3 separate regions of the Sus scrofa genome follow, and all the other regions are linked to region 1. A link is a contact called in public promoter capture Hi-C data. All regions are on one chromosome and are shown on one strand. The core of a region is the stretch at or near the end of the contact, and the rest is flanking DNA. Distances in the headings are between cores, read along the strand shown. Region 1 holds the start of KIAA1429 (protein virilizer homolog). Region 2 holds the start of RBM12B (RNA-binding protein 12B). Region 3 holds the start of PDP1 (pyruvate dehyrogenase phosphatase catalytic subunit 1).

Region 1 (3,983 bases), core at 623-3,122:
CATGTGGTTTTCTTTCATCTTTAACTGTTCTCTTATTTCTGTACTCATGATAGGTTTGTTCTTAGCCAACTACTGCCTCCACTGTGAGTTTTCTAAAGCCTAGCTGGCATTACAGTCAAGAGAAGCATTGTCATCGATCAAACAGCTAACTGACCCACATGGAATGAGAAATTACAAATCAATCATTTAGTATATCCTAAAGTTTCCAAACATCTGATCCTTATGGACCTATAAACCACTCGTTAAAATAATTAGAAGATCAAGAGTGTTAAACTTTTGGAGTTCCCGTCGTGGCGCAGTGGTTAAGAAATCCGACTAGGAACCATGAGGTTGCAGGTTCGATCCCTAGCCTTGCTCAGTGGGTTAAGGATCCCGCTTTGCCTTGAGCTGTGGTGTAGGTTGCAGAGGCAGCTCGGATCCCATGTTGCTATGGCTCTGGCGTAGGCCGGTGGCTACAGCTCCGATTGGACCCCTAGCCTGGGAACCTCAATATGCCGAGGGAGCGACCAAAGAAATGGCAAAAAGACAAAAAAAAAAAAAAAAAAAAAGAAGATTGTTAAACTTTTTATTCTACCATGCACCAAAGTACAACCACTACCCACTACCACCACTATCTCTGAAAGAAGTTCTCTCTTGGGGTACAAACTACTGTATGTATAAAACAAGCTACAAGTATATATTGTACAGCACAAAAAATATACCCATTATTTATAATAGCTTTAAAGCGAGTATAATCTATGAAAGTTGTCAATCGCTATATTATACACCTGAAACTAATATAATATAAATCAACTATACCTCAATTTTTTCAAAGGGAAAGTTTTCGCTAAGATAACACTGAAAGAGAAAAAGGAGCTCTGGGGTTTCTTTAAATTTCTCTAGGGACTTCATTACTGTTCGTTTTAGGGAAGCTTTCGTCAACTATTAATTTACATATCGCAGAGCCCTTCAGGGGCGCTCAAATTAACACAGAACAGAATTACAACAGCCCACTCTCTCCCCTCAAACCACAATCTCTCCACTTCACAAGCATTCTCCACTCAAAGGACGTACCATATACCTATTTCTCGTTCCAGTGAGCGAAGTCTTTGCAAGGGAGAAGTACTATTCAAGTTTCAGGGCAAATTGGAAACCGCCACAATCCTAAACCCAATGGGTGTCACATCTGGGTAGCCTAACTCCCGTTAGAAAAGAGACCTAGGAGACGGGATTTAGAAATCACGTAACCAACGTGATCCACTCAGTCACCACCACTACTGTCAAACACAGGCTGTCCAAGACTCCTTCTAGAACACCACCTGAGGGAAACATGAGAACCGCTTTCCAGGTCAAAAGCAGACCCGGGGCGTGGGGGAGCAAAGAGAACACAGTACCCAAACCCACCAAAGACAACGCGGGCATAAGGTAACGCAAAGAAATGCAGGAGCTCCCTCAGACGCGGCGCCCACACCCAAGTTGGTGGGGGCGGGGGGGTGTATGTAAGGAATTAAAGCGACAATCGGCACGAGGAAAAGTCGAAGCACACCTAACGATTTTTTGTAAGGGTCCTCAAGTCGAAAAGCAGGGTCGGAATCACGTCACGAAGCCTTACCTCAGCGCTGGGGTGTTTAAAAGTGTCTAAAAATAGCAGCTCCATCGCCGAGTCCACCGCCATGTTTGCCGCGGGCGGGGGAAGGGGGAGGACTTCCGGGGCAGCCCTCCCAGCTCGGCGACAGCGGCTCGGGACGCGGAGAGACGGCGGGACTTCCCGTGACCAGAGCGCTGGCGCCGCAAGCCTGGGCCTATCCTGACGCGTCGCGCTGTCGGAAGTCTCCGGCCCAGCCTTCTTCAGCGCGGCGGAGACACCCTCAGAGAGCCGAGGGGGCGGAGGGAAAAGGGAAGGGACGACGGCGTCTCCAATGGGTCAAACCTCCCTCGCTCTACTGCGTTTTACAGCCACGACGGTCTGGGGTGGCCGGGTGCAAAGCACGCTCTGGAGAGGCGGAGGCGGAGTCAGCCGCGCTGCCAATTCTGGATACCCCGCCCTGTGAACCCGCTAACAAGTAGCCTTTCCAAACTGCAAAAAGGTGCATTGAGCGAGGTTGAAAAGTAAGACCTTTCTTTTTTTTTTTTTTTTAAAGAAAAGAAACTTTCAAAATGAAAAGGTTTTTTTTGGTCTTATCTGCAAAATGTGAATTGTCAATAGTAATAATACCCAACCCACAGACTGGGTAAGGATTTATTTAAATAGGATTTAAAAAATTATAAAACGTGAAGTAAGACTTCCTGTCTCCCTATTGATGAACATGGGAGCGGTTGGAACTATTTCGTAGTGGAACCGTTCGGTAGTTCTAAATTAGCACGAGTGTTTAGAAGCTCGATTAGGAATTAGCTAGTAAAATTACGTCTGCCTACTTCACTTCTAGGAAAATTCTTGCGCATGTGCCCAAAGAAACACCTACAGATACAAGAATATTCATGGCAACTCTTCATAGTTTTAAAAAGCTGTAAACTTAATCGTCATTAGTAAACTGTAAACTCTGGTGTTTACGCCATATAACAGTATATGGTAGGTAGAATGAACTAGTGCTATATCTACTAACACGGAGAACCTAAAAAATGATAAAGCAAACACCTATTTTGCACGTATTGTAGAGTGTGTAGTATAAAAGAGCATTTAAATAGTTCAAAAACATATAAAATAAATTAACATAAAAATATGTTAGCAAAATTTAAAAGAAATGCATTAGAACTGTATATACTAAAATTTCAAGAGAGTGAACCAGAGGGAGATGTGATTGAGAAGTGGACATAGACTTCAAATGCTTTGTTAATGGTTTTTTATTTTGTTTTTCTCTTTTGGAGGCCTCAAAGCATATGGATTTCCCTGGCCAAGGATCAGATCCCAGCAGCAGTGTCGACCTAGCTGCAGCTGCAGCAGTGCTGGAGCCTTGGGATTGGACCTGTATCCCAGCGCTCCCAAGAGGCCACTGATCCTAATGTGCCACAGCGGGAACTCCGATAACATTTTATTTTTTAGGTTGGTAGTCGTTAAACAGGTGTGCTGTACATTTTTATTTGTACCTTTTGATATGTCCAAAACATTTAATAATGAATTAATTTTTATTTTTTAAAGTAAATCTCCAGTCCATCCCCTTCCTCAGCCATCCAGTTATCCAGTTTCCTCTATTAGTTAACAGGTTATCGCTTTACTATTTGATTTTTTTTCAAAGAATGATTCTTGCATGCATATTTATTATTGCTATCATTTTTCTGTCTTCTGATTCTTCAGTTTCTGCTTTTGAATTTGCTAATTCCTTCTTTCTGTTCTCTAGGCTCATATGCTATTCTTTTTCTAAGTTCTATGGTAATGCCCAAGTTACTTATATTCTTGTTTATTACTATAGTTATTTTTGTCAACCACTTCTCTAAGCACTGCTTCAACTGTAACTAATAACCATAGAGTGCTTTTATTATTGATATTTTTTACATAGTCTCATTTTCTTAACTTTGATTTTCTTTTTTGACTTAAGAGTAGTGTGAGGTAGATTTTAATAATAATAAACTATTTTTAGAGCAGATTTAGTTTTACGGGAAATTTAGCAGATAGTACAGAGTTTCTGTCTATATATCCCTTTTTACCTATCAGAGATTTTCCTATTATTATTGTTTTGCATTAAGGTGGTACATTTATTACAATTGATGAGCCAGTATTGATACATTGTTATTAATTAAAGCCCATAGTTTGTTTCACTGTTGTGTTGTACATATATACCATATGCATGCTTGAATTTTTAGACTGTCTCTGAAGTAGTTATGCAAGAAACTGATCATTGTTATTGCCTCCAGGGTTGATGGCTAATGCACACAAATAGAATTTGTTTCCATGTACATTGTATTACCTAATAAAAGGTAAAATTTCTAAAAGTGAATAAGAAAAAACTTGTATAACTTAAAAGAGTATAAACAACTCTTTTAAGAACTTTTATTGTATAGAACAAAGA
Region 2 (3,983 bases), core at 735-3,234, 780 kb before region 1:
AAAGTTATTAAAAAAAAAAAAAAAAAGCTTAGTTTCTTCAGCAAACCAACATCTACAACATTTTTAACAGAAACTGTAAATGGCTTCTGGAATAGCTGTCCACATTAAAGTCCCAAGACTCCTTCCTACACAAAATAAGCTACTCCTTTTTTACCTTTAAAGTATTTTTAGAAAGCAGTGTAATAAACATTTTATCCCTCTTAAACTTTTTAAAAAAATTTAAAAGGGAACATAAATATACCTACAAGAAAAGCTGAGGTCCTTTCAAAGAATACTTATTGTTTGTCAAAGTAAAAAAAAAAAAAAAAAAAAACAGTCTGGTAATTTATCCTAATTTAAAAACAGTATTTTAACTAAGTAGTTCCATGAGTACAAATTAATAAATTCCAATTCGACTATATAAAAACTGTCTTCTAATTTTCCACAGTTAAATATAATTATTGCTTAAACTTTTTTGCCCTTGAAATAGTAATGTACCATTTATCCCTCTACAAAACAAAAACAAAAAAAAAACACCTAGGAGACTACCTATAAGAGACCAGCTCTCAAAATGAGCACCTTTCCTGTGGTTCCCATAGATATTTCCTTAAGCAACCCGAAAAATTCTATTTTTGGAGCATTACACACACAAAAAAGCAAAACACAACAATACTCTACAGTACTCTGCACCTACATTTTTCTACTTATAAATGCAATAAAAGTATTTTCGTGACTGTGTTAAAGACTGATCCGTAAGAACTTTCAACCTATGAAAAAAGTGGGTCCTTAAAAGCTCAATTAAGGGCAAGTCGCTGAAATTACCAAGCTCATTTTAAATTATTTTGCTGATTTCATCCCACCATTCATCCCACTCGATCACGATTATCACAAACAACAGGAAACGTGCATCTAATTAAGCCTGAGGGCAAAGGGAGGAATGCTAAATTTAAATAGATATTATCTCAGATCCATTTATTTTAACTAGAGAACAGCAAGTCATTTTCCAGACACGGTGAAGGAGAGAAAACTGCCACTATTTCTTAAAAAAAGTTACGATGAAGCACATTCCAATTCTAAATGCATGAGTTTCCCCTGCAGAATAAAATCTACCGCGGTCCACAAAGATTCTTTATGACGATATGCCTTTTTTATCCTTTTATAATGCAGATGGTTAAAATAAAAATCAAAGGCATGACGACACAGAGCCAAAGTCCCCAGTAGGAACCGTAAGTGAAGACGAATCCACACGGCACAGGTTTTCCCATAACATCCATCATCCTCAAGGGGGGGGGGGTCCTCCGAAGGCATTGCTTCTATAGCCCAAAGCCTTTGTCCATACTCCCAGGGGTCAGAGCTTCCTTCTTTCGCGCCAAGCCAAAGTTTCTACGTGGGATCCGATGCTGTCGCCAGACCTTCAGCCAAAATCAGCCTTCAAATTAACCTGGACCGCCCAACCTCCGTGCCTTTCCGTTACACCGTCCCAAGGGCAAACATTCCACCCTAACTCTCCAGAGGGTGAACTGCTCCCACACCTAACTCAAACACTCTGGCCCCTCTCAAGCCTAATGAGCTGGGCCTTCAGCGCTTTTCTGCCACCACTGACTACGATGACATAGCAAAGAAAAAAATACCTATGAAATCCTTCGAGATCTTCACTCTCGTGCCGACTGGTAAGTGCAAACACAACACCACATGGAGGCTGTCGGGGGAGTCGGTGTTTAGCAAGGAAAGAGGGTGCCCTAACGGCAGAAGCTACGCTAGTTCCTGGCGCCGCCCCGCCTTTCCCTGTGCTTCCGTCCCTGCCGCCAACCCCTCCCCGCCCCCGACGCCCCAAGGGTAACTGCTTCGCACTTGGCAGTAAACACACACCGCTGCTGCCGAATCAGAACCACAAGGCTGGGGACGGGGAGCACTCCTCGTCGAAGCTGCCTCCCCAAAACAGGTAGAGCCCTCAGTGAGCCTAGAAGAAGATGGCGCCCACTCTCCCCTCCGCTCCGGACAAACGGACGTACAGTTTGTCTGCCCATGCGCTCTCCAGGCGTAACCCACCACCCCGGCGCCCCGGCCACGTTTGCGCACGCGCTCTGACGCTCGCTCGCTTCCTGTTGCCAGGGAAAGGGAGGTGGCTCCCGCGAGCGCTCTCGCCCCTGCTGGGGTTTTTGAGCTCCTGCGCATGCTCAGATTCCAGCCAACCTTGGAACCTGTACTCAGGAGACGTTCTAAGGCAAAGTTCAGGGACTACCGGTTGCTGTAATGAGAAGCTTCAGTAGGCAACAGGCAAGATAGACTAGGCAAAGGTTTGTGACTCGCAGGAGTTAAGAAGAGATACAAAAGCAGAGAAAACCTTGCGATTTCTTCGTCGTCTTTCAGCGCTGCAGTTATATGTTCTAAGCATCTTCCGAAAGGCTCTTTGTAAACACTTTTAAAAGGCCAAAGAAATGTTAGTGCTACTGCCTTAGATGTTCCAGGTACAGTGCTAACGCCCAGGGACTTAATACGTGCATGCTTCTTCCGTTTTATAGACATTTATGAAGAAGTGCTTTATACAGTTGTTGTTCCTACCTTCTGGTCCTTTGAAACGTGAGAACACTTGGGCCAATTTTGAAAACTGGGACGTGAAAAGCACAATTACAGGCATGTGCTGTGGTGCCTACTATGTAAGAGCTGGTGAACAACCCTATGTTTTATTTTATTATTTGCAAAGCAACGCATCACATGTTATAATTCATGATGCGCTTATGGGTGGAATCAAAACTCACTAAGAAAGTAGAAACTTACTTTATAGCAGTATTACAGATAAGAGAGAAAAATGAGGGGCTTTTTTGGTTGGTTTTTTTTTTTAGGGCCGCGCCTGTGGCATTTGGAAGTTCCCAGGCTAGGGGTGGAAAATTGGAGCTACAGCTGCAGGCCTTTGCCACAGCCACAGCAACACGGGATCCTAGCAAGGTCTTCGAGCTACACCACGGCTCACAGCAATGCCAGACCCTTAACCCACTGAGCAAGGCCAGGGATCGAACCCTCATCCTTATGGATCCTAGTCAGATTCGTTAACTGCTGAGCCACAAAGGGAACTCCAAATTTTTTTTTTGTCTTTTTGTTTGTTTGTTTGTTTGTTTAGGGCAGCGCTGGAGGCCTATAGAGGTTCCCAGGCCAGGAACTAAATAGGAGCTGCAGCTGCCAGCCTACACCACAACCCATGGCAATGCCAGATCCCCAAATGCACTGAGCAAGGCCAGAGATTGAACCTGCATCCTCATAGATACTAGTCCTGTTGGTGAACCACTGAGCCATGACCGGAACTCCATGAGCAAAATACCCATTCTCTATAACAAAGAAGAGGTAGTTTAACAAATGAATTAAAAAGGTGGTTCCCTGAGCAAGAGCCACCATTTACTCACTTGGACAAATTACTTCGCCTCTATGCCTCAGTTTCCTCATCTGTAAAATGAGATTAATGTTAATACCTTCTTAGGGTTGCTGGAAACATTCAATGAGTAAATATATGTAAATATCTGAGGCAACGTAAGTGTTCGTGTTTCAAATGTCAAGGTGCTCCCACAGAGGAGCAGTAAATATCGCCTCAGGGAGCTGGGCTCAATGACTAGGTACCATTTATCTTTTTTTTTTCTTTTTGCCTCACCCACAGCATGTGGTGCAGGTTCCCAGGCCAGGGATGGAACCCACACTGCACTTGCAGCTTGCACCACAGCTGCAGCAACACCAGGTCCTTAACCCACTGCACCATGATGGAACTTCTAGTAGCATTTATCTTATTTCCCAAACTTTTAAGGTTTGGTCCTAGCCTAGCAAGCTCAAGAAACTGAACTTAACAGATAACATTTATTGAGGGTTTATTATGTGCCAGTTAATTTGCACTATCTCATTTTTATTCTTACATCTACTTTTGGAAGTAGGTACTGTTATTTTTCCTATTTCTCAAATAAGAGAAACTTAGGCATAAAAGATTACTTAGCTTACCCAAGGTTGCAGAGATAATACAAGCC
Region 3 (3,983 bases), core at 521-3,020, 620 kb before region 1:
CCCCCCGCCCCCCAGTAGTCCTTAAATAAAACAAGCACTTGGACATATAAGTGTTAATAATAGCTAATACTTACATATATCCCTTAGTACCTGCTTGTACTTTCTTAGCATTATCTATATTTATATCAACTCACTTAATAAAACCCCTGTGATGTTAAAAAATTTTTAAATATTACTGTTTCTATTCCTATCTCACACATGAAAGAACTGAGCCATGAAGAGATTGCCCAAGACCATACAGTAAGCGGCTGCGCTTGGACTGGAACCCACGCAGCCTAGCTCCAGCTGGGCCTTACTTTGATATACTTTGCTCTTAGTTTTTCTATGAGACAAGAGAAAACCACATACATAAATCACTCAACAGAAAAATGGACAATGAAGAATACTTACAAGTTTATGGGAAGCTCATTTGAGAAGAAGAAAGGAGTGAAGTGAGGCAGATGGACACACGTAAAATGGATTGAAGGCCACATAAAATAGCCACAAGAATTCCACAGGCAGCCTGGGACTGGGCGAAAAGGTTAATCTATTTAGAAAATAGAGGAGGCAGCAGGAAAGTTATAAAAAAATCAACTCCTAGCACTGTTTTGTGTATAGACACAAAATTTTATAGAAATTTTTCCTTTATGACATAAAAAATAAGATAATGCAAATTCATAAAAATAAAACTCCACAATACTGTTAGCACGACAGTTTTTAATATCCAGCACACACCACTTTGTGACTTTATTGGCTTAAGCAGATATGCTTAATAAATCAAACTGTTTAACAGGAGGCCGGTTAAGTGCAAGGATCTGCCTGATATCATCTCCCAAGACGCTTTTAGAAGCCACTCTCAGTGAAGCAGTTCCCATAAAGAAGGGATTACGTGTAAACGGAAGCAAGTCAAGTAGCCCTTGATATGTCTTCCCTTTAACCACAGACTGCCAATGCCACCTGAAATCTAACCCCATCACACAGAAGTGGAAACTGAGTCTCATGAAGCAAAAATGACTTGGATGACGGTTCTGACACCAAGTCCAGGACTCTTCCTACTTTTGCAGTCTGCATTCTACCCTTCTCATAACTCTTCAAGGCAAAGGAGTGGACACCAAGTTCAAAGCCCTGCAGAAAACGTGAGCACACACCTACTCTACAGAGGAAATAATTCCTTCATCACAACTTCCTCCTGCAGTTTAGACCGGCTTCCTCTGCCTAGACTTTGAGAGTGTCCAGGAAATGACAGAACTTTACCCAAGTTAACGCTCCTAAAATCTGCAAAGTACCAAAAGAATAAGGCTACAGTTGTTCTCAGGTTATCATGTTTTATTACTCCAGGCTGAGACGACGATAGCGAATTAAGTTTCCCTTTGGGCAGGGAGCCGCCCCCGCAGTCTAATCCTACGAAGCCTCTGCCCACACGCAAAGCGCGGGTAAGGCTCGGCCAGTCCCCGCCGAGGTGCCAAGGATTCGCGGAAGCGGGCCCGGCGAGCTACAGCCCAGTAGCCAGGGCCCCGCTCCCGTGAGGATGCAAGGGCCAGCCCACGCGCTTCCTCCCTACGGGCTCTGCAGCCAACCCTGCAGCCGCCGCGCAGCCCCACCCTTCACCAGGCTGCCCGCGGGCGCAGTCACGTGAGGCGCGCCCGCAGAACCAATGGGCAGCTCGCGCGGAATGGAAGGGTTTGTCTGACCCCCATGACGTCACAAAGCTGGAGGGGAGCGTGCAGCTCTTCCGCCCCCACGCCCTCGGCAGCGGCCCCCTCTCCTCCTCCCCGCCCACTCGCCACTGCGCAGCCAATCGGAAGCCAGGAGGCGCTCCAGCCCGAACGTGCGGGCGGGGCAGGGTGGTGGCCCGGCGGGGCAGGGGTGCGGAGTGGGCCGCTCTGGGTCGAGGGGCCGTGCTCCCGGGAGTTGCGCCGGCTTGCGTGGAAGGAACGGCGGGAGGTGCCGCCGCTGCGGCCGCCTCCTTGTCGGGAAGAAGCGACTCCTCCCCTGCTGTGCCCGGTTGGTATTCCCTACTCCCGGCCCTGAGCCGTCCAGTCCGGAATCCTCTGCCCGCCCAAAGTTGTGAGGGGGCGGCCGATGCGCGTGGGGAGCGGCGGCTGCGGGCGTGAGGAGGGACGAGCCCCGAAGCCCCAGGTGCGCGCGAGGGCGTCGGGGCCGCCCCGGGGTCGGGGTGGGAGGCGGGCCCGCCGTACCCACTGTCAGCGCCTCGGGAGCCGTGGGGACCCGTGGGAGGGTGGGCTGCGGGGAGGTGCGGCGCAGGTGGCGCGGCGTCTCTGCGGGAGTGTCCCCACAGGCAGCCGCCGCGGGCCGACTCCCGGTTTTTAGAACTGAAGCCGGCGCGGCGTGGGCGAGCGGAGGATGCCGCGCGCCTGTGGGCTCTGCACTCGAGCTGGATGGACGGGCCGGTCCTGGGGCGCGCCTCCGCCGGCGTCTCGGCCCCCGCCGCCTCCGGCTGTAGCTCTGCCTCTCCCTCGGGGTGGGTTTGTTGGTTTGGTTTCCTTCTTCTCCCCACCCCTTTCTTCCTCCTTCATCCTCTTCCCCCCTCCTAGCCCCATTCACCGGGCTGGAGCGAAACCTCGCCCCTCCTCCGCTCCCGCCTTCCCTGCCGCCGCCTATTCTAATGAGCATCTCTGCCTTGCTTTCAATGGGCCGGTGCTGCTGTCGCTGCTGCTGCCCGCGCGGGTTGTGGATGTTGTCGGCTCCGTGTTGTGATGACAGGAGAATGTGTGTGTGTCCCGGGCCCAGACGAATTGGTAGGTATTCACTTAACTACCTGCGTTGGGTACCCAGGAAGGATGATGACTGATTTTGTGCGTGGATGGTTTTAGGTGGGTCAGCGTGGAATTAAGAGGTAAGGTAGATAGGAAAGGGGGAAAAGACATCCTGGACCAGGATAGCTTTGATGCCTTAGCGAGTGCAATTTTCAGGTAGGGACAAAGGAAACTAATCAAACAAGTGCTGGCTTGGGGCTTCGTGTCTTACGAAAGCATCCATGTAGAGATAACGGCAGCTGTGAAATAGCTAGACATTGCCCCAAAATGCTGAAAAATCATAGAGTCTTAATGCAGGGTGTTTAATGCAATCAGATTACATAAACTGGGGTTCTGACACATTTAATGATTAGTATAGCTTTTTTTTCCCCATTTACACCAAAAGCTTTGCAAAGCTAAAGATGCCTGGAGTCGGTGCATTGAATTCTCTAATTTCTTCTGGGAGTTTATTGATGAAGTGGAATCATTTCTTGGCACAAGCTCTGCTGAATGCATCAATAAGAATGGATGGGTCTCTTGCTGGGTTTGTTCGAAGCTTATATTTCCTTATTAGTCATTGGCAAAATTGGCAAAATCTTCCTATGCTATACCATATAGCATTTAAGGTGGCTAAGTCTGGATCATGGGATAGGAACTTTTCAGTGAAATTGTGGTCAGAAACAACTTGAAAATTTGACACGGCTTCAGTTTACCGCAACTGTACCATGCTGCCCTTCTTACTGCCTAATCAGGAGCCTTCTGCTTTGTTAATTTAGCTATATGTCAACAAAAGTTTTGATCTCATGAGGTTTTGTTGTTGAAGCATAGGATATTCAGAAGGATACTCAGAATTTTTGAATGCTCACTTACTGTTTATGAAAGCATTTGAAAATACTTTGACTTCTTTGGATAACTGTTCTGATGGAGCGAGTATATCATCTCTACTGGTGGTGATAGAATGTTCATTGATCACTGGGTAGGTAACTTCACTAAGAATTTGACTTTTGGAGGCACGTTGGGAGGCTCAGTCCATATGCTAAGCCCCTGAATAACTGAAAGAAAATTGATACAATTCACTCTCTGCTTTTTTGTTTTTAATCTTGAGAATTTATGTCTGAAGGGAAAATGTATGTTATTTGAGTGCTTGATGTTTGAATTTGTCTTATATAGAGCATCTACTGTATGAATCAGTTATTTTGCCACAAAAGTTCATTCATTTTGCAGTCAATTACAAAAGCAGGAGGATGG

The links. Promoter capture Hi-C pulls out the DNA fragments that hold promoters and counts their contacts.
Region 2: a contact with region 1 is called in a promoter capture Hi-C map of liver, with 6 times the contacts expected there. The contact joins the promoter of RBM12B here to the promoter of KIAA1429 in region 1. A contact is called at or near these places in 2 of 5 promoter capture datasets (fetal liver and liver) and 2 of 2 datasets of contacts at active chromatin or transcription factors (alveolar macrophages and skeletal muscle).
Region 3: a contact with region 1 is called in a promoter capture Hi-C map of liver, with 3 times the contacts expected there. The contact joins the promoter of PDP1 here to the promoter of KIAA1429 in region 1. A contact is called at or near these places in 2 of 5 promoter capture datasets (fetal liver and liver) and 1 of 47 Hi-C or Micro-C datasets (alveolar macrophages).

The regions. Positions count from the first base shown.
Region 1 is chr4:42,160,313-42,164,295 of Sscrofa11.1, reverse strand. KIAA1429 (protein virilizer homolog) reads right to left here and starts at 1,872. Exons shown (of 24, transcript XM_021089096.1): 1 at 1,592-1,872. The coding sequence starts at 1,654.
Region 2 is chr4:42,944,949-42,948,931 of Sscrofa11.1, reverse strand. It overlaps RBM12B (RNA-binding protein 12B), which reads right to left and starts at 1,984. Exons shown (of 4, transcript XR_001308131.2): 1 at 1,611-1,984.
Region 3 is chr4:42,775,723-42,779,705 of Sscrofa11.1, reverse strand. It overlaps PDP1 (pyruvate dehyrogenase phosphatase catalytic subunit 1), which reads left to right and starts at 1,770. Exons shown (of 3, transcript XM_005662967.3): 1 at 1,770-1,983; 2 at 2,704-2,738. The coding sequence starts at 2,708.